Regions from separate parts of the Mus musculus genome. Here all the other regions are linked to region 1. A link is a contact called in public Hi-C and promoter capture Hi-C data. All regions are on one chromosome and are shown on one strand. The core of a region is the stretch at or near the end of the contact, and the rest is flanking DNA. Distances in the headings are between cores, read along the strand shown.

What was found. Promoter capture Hi-C pulls out the DNA fragments that hold promoters and counts their contacts. Hi-C and Micro-C count contacts between places; a contact is called where the count stands out from the background.
Region 2: a promoter capture Hi-C map of pre-B cells shows a contact between it and region 1, with 5 times the contacts expected there. The contact joins the promoter of Lamp1 here to the promoter of Abhd13 in region 1. A contact is called at or near these places in 2 of 39 promoter capture datasets (cranial neural crest and pre-B cells).
Region 3: a contact with region 1 is called in a Hi-C map of muscle stem cells, with 6 times the contacts expected there. The contact joins the promoter of Cul4a here to the promoter of Abhd13 in region 1. A contact is called at or near these places in 2 of 484 Hi-C or Micro-C datasets (CD4 T cells and muscle stem cells).

What each region holds. Positions count from the first base shown.
Region 1 is chr8:9,976,210-9,979,058 of GRCm38.p6, forward strand. It overlaps Abhd13 (abhydrolase domain containing 13), which reads left to right and starts at 1,508. Exons shown (of 2, transcript NM_001081119.1): 1 at 1,508-1,810. It overlaps Lig4 (ligase IV, DNA, ATP-dependent), which reads right to left and starts at 102. Exons shown (of 2, transcript NM_176953.4): 1 at 1-102.
Region 2 is chr8:13,157,656-13,160,504 of GRCm38.p6, forward strand. Lamp1 (lysosomal-associated membrane protein 1) reads left to right here and starts at 1,506. Exons shown (of 9, transcript NM_010684.3): 1 at 1,506-1,779. The coding sequence starts at 1,734.
Region 3 is chr8:13,104,174-13,107,022 of GRCm38.p6, forward strand. Cul4a (cullin 4A) reads left to right here and starts at 1,450. Exons shown (of 20, transcript NM_146207.3): 1 at 1,450-1,730; 2 at 2,021-2,136. The coding sequence starts at 1,583. It overlaps Pcid2 (PCI domain containing 2), which reads right to left and starts at 1,170. Exons shown (of 14, transcript NM_178708.3): 1 at 602-1,170. The coding sequence starts at 637.

The sequences.
Region 1 (2,849 bases), core at 258-2,757:
GAAGGCGGGTGGTGACGCTGGGACAAAGCACGGGAAGGACGCAGCCTCCCTAGGACCAAGAACCTCCCTGCCTCCTCCAACCCGCCACACCACTTGCTTAGCAGAGGTTGCCCCGCCCCACTCCGACCGGAAGCTGCCGCCACAAGAAGCCGGCCGGGCGTTTCCGCCAGCTGCTTGCCGCGCAGGCGCAGTGGGAACAGGCGAGCCTGCCGGCTTTTAAAGGCACAGGCGAGGCAGGGGCGGGCCGGCGCGGCGGCTCAGAGCGCCTGCGCAGCGCGCCTCCACTGTCTCTGCCTGTAGCAAAGGATGTTCGGTCCCTCGCCGCTGGATGTCATCGTTGAGCCGAATTTGAGGAACTTGGAGCCTGGGTTGCTGCCCTGACAGGACTGGCTTCTGAAGACTTCCAGGACAGAAGAGAATCCTCCCACCTAAAAAGTCTAGGGCTCCAGAAAAAGACTTTTGCAAAATTAATTCAGGTTCTGTGTTCTTGGTAGCCTTTTCACTGTGCAGAAATAATACATAATAATAAAAATAATTATGTATTACATAGTAATAAATAATTCATGGCGCAGAAACATACTTACATGGACTAAAGGCTTTTCAATGGTGCTCGGTGATTTGGAATAAAGCTAGCTGATAGTGTTATTGAACACCTTACTGTCACTCAATAACTATACTAGATACTCAAAATAGAAGTATAAACGTACGCTCCACGTCTCAGAAACTCTTACTTTCCACTGGCATTGGTGGCTATGACCTGCCCTACTCCACCAATAAGAGTTCAGAAATTATAGGCAAAGTGTGGGGAACACTTTCTTTGAAGGTGAAACTTTGCAGTCCTGGTGAGACACTAGAGTGTCAATTGCTTTCAGGGGTTGTCTAATGTGTTTACGCTGCATTTCACAAGGCCGACAGTCCAGGGCTAGTTTAAAGTGGGGCCAGATCCTACGGCTCCGTGTGGCCAGTTATTTTCTCTGTAGTTTCCCTTAGTCTCACGATAGTTTCCCTGTGGTGTTGCAAAGCCACACGTTACTGTACAGGAGCATCAGCGGTGCTCGTACAGCTTGTACAACTCTTACACATCCGTGTCTTATTCAACTGCTCCTGCGCTCCGACGTCAGGCACAGGTCGGGCTCTGCTTTACTGATACGAAAGAACCACAAATTATGAGCCGAGAAAAGCTATTAGTTAATTCAAAGCTCTTGCTCTAATGTGCTTTTTAGCTGCATGGTTAATGGAGAACCAAATTTGTTTTATCCTCAGAGTGGGGGGAAAAAAAAGTAAAAAGGAAGGGCATAACTACCTGAAAGTTAGGCATGGTGGAAGAGAAAGTTTAGTGCAGATAAGTGAAAGAGCATAGCCAAGAGCAGGCACATTTGGGAGAGGAGGGGAGAAGAGGAGAGAAGAGAAACTCCTTGTTCTCCGAAATGTGTTCAGGCAGCAGTTGACTGGAAACGCCGAGATGTATCTTGCCCCTACGGGCTACCGTAGCATGAAGGCGGAGCCCAGTGTCCTGCGCATGCGCATAGGGGTGCACAGGTTGGCTTCGCGCTCCCGGGAGGAAGCTGGAGAACAGGTTATGTGGGGGCCGGCGGGGTTATTTGCCAGGGACACCGCGCGCGAGCCGGAAGTGGAGGCTGCGCCAGCTGGGCCCGCCGCGCCGCAGGAGCTCCGGGCTAGACAGTGGCGACGGCGGCCCCTCGGCGGGAGGAAGACGATGAGGAGCGGCGGGGGCGGCGCGGGGCCTCGCTGCAGCGCGGAGCCGGGTTCCGAGCCCGCGGCCGACTGCGCAGCCCGCCCGCGAGCCTGAGTAAGTGCGGCGGGGACGCGGGCGGCCTCCCCGACCTCCTCACCCCGCAGCTCGGATTCGGGAGCCCGTATCTACTCCCAGAACAGTCGGCCAGCAAACCCCGGGCTTGGGTCGGAGGGACTGGGCGCGTTTGTCTGTAACAGGTGCAGACCTGCTAACCTCGCAGCTGCGGGCGACGGGGCCATAAAATCCAGAGAGTTGTCGCACACTTGAAGTCACTGGGCCTCTTTTTTTTTTTAGCCATTGGTGTGAAGCGAGAATGCATCAGGGAGTGTGCTTGGCTGAGCTGGCAACCTAAAGTAAACCTTTAGTTGTGCACTTGTCTACCAGGCAGCAGGAACCAAGTGACACACTGGCTTTAAGTTTGAACGTTGGGTTTTGTTTTGTTTTTTGTCGATCTGCTCTGTCTTTTGGCATGAATTAGTCCTTATGTGTGTGTGTGCTTAGACATGTTCTTCTCTAAAGCACTGTTTTATCTCACTGAGAATTAATGATTGGCAGTGCAGAGTTATGTCACAGCTGTGCTACCAAAGACTTGACTCAGTTGAGCTGGGATTGAGTTGGACTTGCTCTGTACCTTCGGCCTTGCTACGCGTTGAAAGCGTCCGATGGAGTAACATAAGGTCACTGCCATCACGGAACTCCCAGCCTATATAAGCAGGCTCATCACCCCCTTAGTAAATAGTGCCACATGAGTCGGCCCAGGCTACAGGATGGAACTGGTGACACTGGGAACGAGGTCCGAGGAAAGCTTGCTGGAGGACCTGTAGTCTGAGCTGGGTCTCCACAGAAAAATAAAGCTTCACTCTAATAACTTGAGTCACTGCCGTGATTTAACTGGGATTCGCAGTGCTTACTGAGACTTGCTTTGCTGCGATAGATAAGAAAATGCTTGAATTTTGACTCAGAGGTGGCAGCATTTTATCACCACATCCTGGAAATAGGTATTAGAAAGACCGGGCAAGCAGAAGGCTAGCTGACTTGTACATGTACAGCCACAGGTAGCACTTGGCCTGCTGCCTTTCGCCGGAACGTTGGA
Region 2 (2,849 bases), core at 256-2,755, 3.2 Mb after region 1:
GGATTAAAGGGATGCACACCCACACCGTTATATCCATCTTAAAAAGACCCCCCTCCTTTAGAAAGTGATCTTTGACCCATTTCTCCCAGTTTCTTTTTAAAATTTCACTTTATTTTGTGCATGAGAGTTTTGCTTGAATATAGGGTAGGCCTGTGCATCATAGGCAGGTGTGGTGTGCCCTCAGAAGTCAGGAGAGGGCATCAGGCTCCCCGGAACTGGATAGTTGTGAACCATGTGAGTGATGGGACTGGAACCAAGGTCCTACACAAATGAGCCATCTCTCCAACCACTCTTATTCTCCGGTCACAGAATAAACTAGTCCACTACATAAACAGCTTTTAAGTTTTGTTACTGGGTCTACAATTCTGAGGAGGAAGAACTCAGCTTGAATGAAAAATCTGTTAACAGGAGGAATCCTCAAGCTAAAACTTGAGGACTTCAAGGTAGATCTGGTGGTCTCCGGCCTTTAGTCCCAGCACTCTGAAGGCAGAGGCAGGCTGATCTCTTGAGTCTGAGGCCAACCTGTCTAAGTAATGAGTTCTAGGATTGCCAGGGTTATATAGAGAGACCCTGTCTCCAAAACAATATAATAACATAAAAGCTCAGATTATTCATGCCATGGTGGCACACACCTGTAATCTCTGCGCTCCTGACAGGATGATTGCCCAGAGTGTGGGGCCAGCCTGGTCCATGCGAGTTCCAGGTCAACCTGGGCTTTAGGGTGACGCCATGTCCCCAAACATCAAACCAATCCTCGAGTTTTGAGTGTGACATTCACAAAAGAGGAAAATACTTTAGTATTGAACTCTTCATGGAAATAGTCATCTCAGGTAAGATGACCATCCACATGCCCTTAAGCAGCCAGGAATGGTCAAGAACACTGCGCCCACACACATCATCTGAGCACTCAGGAAGCAGAGGCGGGCTGATCTCTGAGTTTGAGGCCGGCTAAAGATATATTCTGAAATCCTATCTCTTAAAAAGTATCTTTTCCACATCTCCCACCATCTACGTATCCTAAAGGACTGTCCTCTGCCTGGATCACCGAATGGGACACATTCGGGGCTGACCCTAGACACTAGTATGTGAGCCTGAAAGTGGAGGTCAGCCTGGGCCTGGGGCACGGGTCTAGATGGGAATACCCACCTCGAAATGGATATGCACACTGTCCTGGGATGTAAACACTGGTATTGACCTAGACATGGCTCTCAACCAAGACTACCACTGGGCTGCAGGCCTTCAGGGGCTTGGACCTGAACTGTGGCATGTAGCTGGCCTACGGGGCTCAGTCCAGCCTTCATGGCTTCCTGTTTCCATCTTCACTTTCTCCGACAGCGTTTCTCCTTCCCTTACTCAAAGCCACAACCTACTTTCCATTTCGGGACACTCGGGAGAAAGGCCGTGGGGGGGGGGGGGGGAAGGGGGTGGGGAGAGGGCAAGATATCACGTGGTCCAGCGCCCACGTGATGCCGACTGGCACGTGACCACATCACGTGCGGAACGGAGCCTCCCGAAGAAGTGAGGAGTAAGCTGGCGGTCCACGGGCTCTCGCGAGACCCTCGGCTCACGTGACCGGCGGGCGCGGCACTGCTCACGTGACAGGCGCTGCCGGCCGCAGGGTCCTCTCCGTGCCGGCGCCGCAGCTGCGGGGCCTCTCGAGTCGGTGGACGCGCCCTCCCGCCGGCCTCGCCGCCCGCGCAACCGCCGTCCTCCGGCCTCGGCTGCGTCGCGCCATGGCGGCCCCCGGCGCCCGGCGGCCGCTGCTCCTGCTGCTGCTGGGTGAGCCCGAGAGGGAGGGAGAGAGAAGGAGGGCCGGGCGGGGTCGGTGTCTCGGGACGGACGGGAACAGAGCGGCAGGCCGGGCGGGGACGGGGCGCCCGGAGCCGCGGGCGTCAAGAAGGCCTCGAGCCGGCCCGCCCGCTCCGCAGTGGCGCTCGCCGCCTGGGAGCCCGTGCGGGCCTAAGGACGTAGGTGCGGGTTGGGAGCCCAGTCTGAGCCGCTCTGGAAGGAGCTGGGCTGGAGTTCCTGCCAGGCAGTGCTGCTGGCTCTGAGCTGCCTTGTGAGAGGACTGGGTGCTGCCTCGGACCCTGCCTGGGGTGCCGGGTGCCCTTCCTCGCCGCTGTATCCCGGCAACGCGGAGCGTTTCGCTGCGGTGCCAGCATCTTCAGGACGGGAGAGAGGTGGCTGGCCAAATCTCCTGGGCACAGAGGCTCACACCCCCAAATTCTGTGACTGTGACTTTATGGAATTCGTTTACCCTTTCTTTTATTTTGCTACTTGTGTGAACTCTCTGGTCCGTGAGAGGTGCGCTTACTCGGCGGTCTTAACCCAGAAGCCTTGCTAAGGGGACCTGTGACCCTTCACGGTTCAGGAGTTGTAGCTAATATACGAGTTGCCGAAACAAGTTCTGTTGTGTCAGAATGGCTTGGTAACTAGCTGGAGTTCAATCTCCAGCACAGCCAAAAACGACTTAAACCCTTAGACTGTTTTATACTTTTAAAATGGGGGGAGGGGTGTCTCACCACCACGCTGGCCTGAAACTCACAGGTTCAGGTTCTCGTAGTCTCTGCTTCCTAAATGCTGATTGGGATAAAATCCAAAGGACAGCCAGGTTAGGCCTCTTCATGTTTTTCAAACTACCTTGTGGCTTGCATAGTGGTTTATACCTTTAATCCTGAGCTAGTGTCAGGACGATCTCTTTAACAAGCCATTCTGGTCTATATAATGAGTTCTAAGACAGCCAGGACCGGAGACCCTGTTGCAAAAATGAAATAAATAAACGAATGAATGAATAAACTAAACTAATCAGTGGTGGCTCACACTTGTTAGACCGTGGAGGCTGAGGCAGG
Region 3 (2,849 bases), core at 200-2,699, 3.1 Mb after region 1:
CAATAGTGCCGCTACTTAAGAAGCACACAAGTACTGCTTCTAGTACTGTAGTACCCAAAACTGAGCTGTTTGGGACAGGAAAAGGGGGCTTTGGTAATAGAGCTAAGCGCAAATCCAAGGTTCATAAGCAGCCATGAGCAGCAAGTGTAGTCAGTTAAAACGTTCATCAGTCTTCCCTATCTGGCTGCCCCTTGCACCAGGTGTGTTGCCTAGTGGGATTCACATCTTCAACACCCTAGAAGACGCAATCACGGCCCTCCACCCGGATGCAACAGTGTTTGCCTGTGCCACTCCCAGGCTTTAAGTAAAGCCTTGATGGGCACCGCTGCCAAGAGACACAACGTGCTTCGTGCGGACAGCAGCGCTGACTACACAGACAACCGTTTCTACAAGTGGCCCCGATCTTGCTACCTCCACCTCGGATCCTCCTCCTCCTGGTCCACCGGGCAGCACCTGCAACTTCCGAACAAGGCAGGCTGCCCACCGCGTGCAGCACACCCTCCTCGCCTCGAGGCCAGCCGCAGGACCCCCGGCACCGTCCGACCCGGCCCCAGGACTCACCCCTCGTGGCCCGTAGGCCAGGATACCAAGCGAAACCCACCTGCTGTAGGTACTGGTTAATGGTGATGTGCGCCATAGCGGCGGCCGCGGGTGTTGAGTGCCTCACTTCCGGCGCAGGTCCGTTTCCGCTCCTTGTCCCCACACGGTAACCTCTGCACGTTGGTTCCGGAGCGGGTGAAGGTGGAGCGAGCCGAGCCGAGCCGAGCCGAGCCGGTGGTGAGAGCACTTCTTTGGGGGCAGCTGTCAGCGCGGTCGCCGGGACGCCTCGGGTGCGGCGGGGGCGCGCGCGAGGGCGGAGGACTGACGTGGAGGAGTTCCCAACCGACTTGGGAACGTGTCCCTGGTCACGTCGGTGTGCTAGCGACCCGATTCCTCGCACCCCTCTCCCATGAGGGTGACCCGATCCCCAACCCTCCGTGTGCAGAGGCGCTCCTGACTCTCCCGGAACCAAAGTCCAGAGCCCACTGGGAAGGCGTCCCGCGCACTCCTAGGATGTGTTCCTGAGTCCTCCCACATCTCACACTGGGGCACCCCAGATAAATGGGTGCAGAGCATCCCGTCCCCAACCCCTCGGCGCGCTAGCGCACGGAGCAGCATCCCTGAGCATCCTAGGTGTAAGGTGATCCAGGAGGCAAGGTTGCCGGGTGCTTTTATCCACTCAAGTCCTCGCCGGGGTGTCCTCGTCACGGCCCTCGACGTGACGTGGGGCGGCGAGCTCCGGAGCCCTCGGTGCAGGTGTCACGGCGCCCTCTCGCGAGCATTCGTTGTAGAACGCCTGCGAGTCCCCGAGCCCTCCTTGGGCGGAGTTCGCGCATAGGAGGAGGAGCCGGATCGTTCCGGTGCGCGCCGCGGCGGTTGGGCCTCGGGCGCGCGGACCCGGCCGCGAGCAGAAAGAGGAGGAGCCGAGCGCTCACGGGCGGAGCCCGACAGCAGCAGGAGGAGGAGCCGGGCGCGCACGGAGCGGGCGCAGGGCAGGAGGAGGAGCCGGGCGGCGCGGGGCGGGGCGGCGTCCGGCCCAGCCATGGCGGACGAGGGCCCTCGGAAGGGCAGCGTCTCGGCTCTCATGGGCCGCACCAACGGCCTCACCAAGCCCGCGGCGTTGGCCGGTGGCCCCGCCAAGCCGGGGGGCACGGGAGGCTCCAGGAAGCTGGTCATCAAGAACTTCCGAGGTGGGTGCGCTCCGGTGAGGAGCGAACGGGGCGGCCGGCGGGTCGCGCGCTCGGACAGGGCCTCCTGGGGCTGCCCGGCAGGCCCTGTCCCCGCGCCCCGGCCCGCCTGGTTCCCGCACTGTCCCGTCTCGGCGCCGCAACCCGACTTGTCCCTGCACCTCACGCTCCGCCACGTCCCCGCGCCCCAGCTGGCCCCGATCCCGCACCTCCTGGCTAGCCCGGCCGGGCCCTGCCTCGGTGCCCCGGCCTGTGCTGTCCCCGCGCGGCCGTTGACCCTCTCTCCCCCACAGACAGGCCGCGGCTGCCTGACAACTACACTCAGGACACGTGGCGGAAGCTTCACGAAGCGGTCAAGGCCATCCAGAGCAGCACATCCATCAGGTACAACCTGGAGGAGCTGTACCAGGTGAGCGGCGGCGAGGGCCTGCGAGCACCTGGCTGGGTTCCTCCTCCAGCAGCCACCGGGGCCAACGCTAGGGAGGCCCGCCCGTCCGCCCGCCCGCCCGGGGAGAAGCTGCGGCCCGAGCCTTCCCTAGCGGAAGCCGCGAAACCCTGGGTCAGCAGGTGTTTCTATGGATCGCCGCCCTGGATTAGTGCTGTGTGTTGAGGCTTAGACCAGGCTGCTTAGGAGGTGTACGTTTTCCCAGCGCCAGAAGAAAGGAGGTGTTTGGAGCTAAGAGGCACAGAGCCCCCAGCAGTCTTCAGTGTTATCAGAGTGCCAGTGTGTTATACATGGAACTCAGTACGGCCCCACTTGCTAGTAGGGTCCCTGGGTTGTGACACACACACCCCCTCCCCAACACACACACACTGTTTTGTAGTTTAATTATTGCAAATAAGGTTGCAGACAGATTCTGGTAGGGTTTTTGTTTTGTTTTGTTTTGTTTTTTTTTGAGACAGGGTTTCTCTGTGTTGCTCTGGCTGTCCTGGAACTCACTCTGTAGACCAGGCTGGCCTTGAACTCAGAACTCCACCTGCCTCTGCCTCCCGAGTGCTGGGATTAAAGGTGTGCGCCACCACGCCCGGCGATTCTGGTAGTTTTAACTTAAAGACAAGTTGTGTCTGCAACAGGGGGGGAAAATCATCCGAAGTACATTTTGCTGTTTCAAGCACACTTTT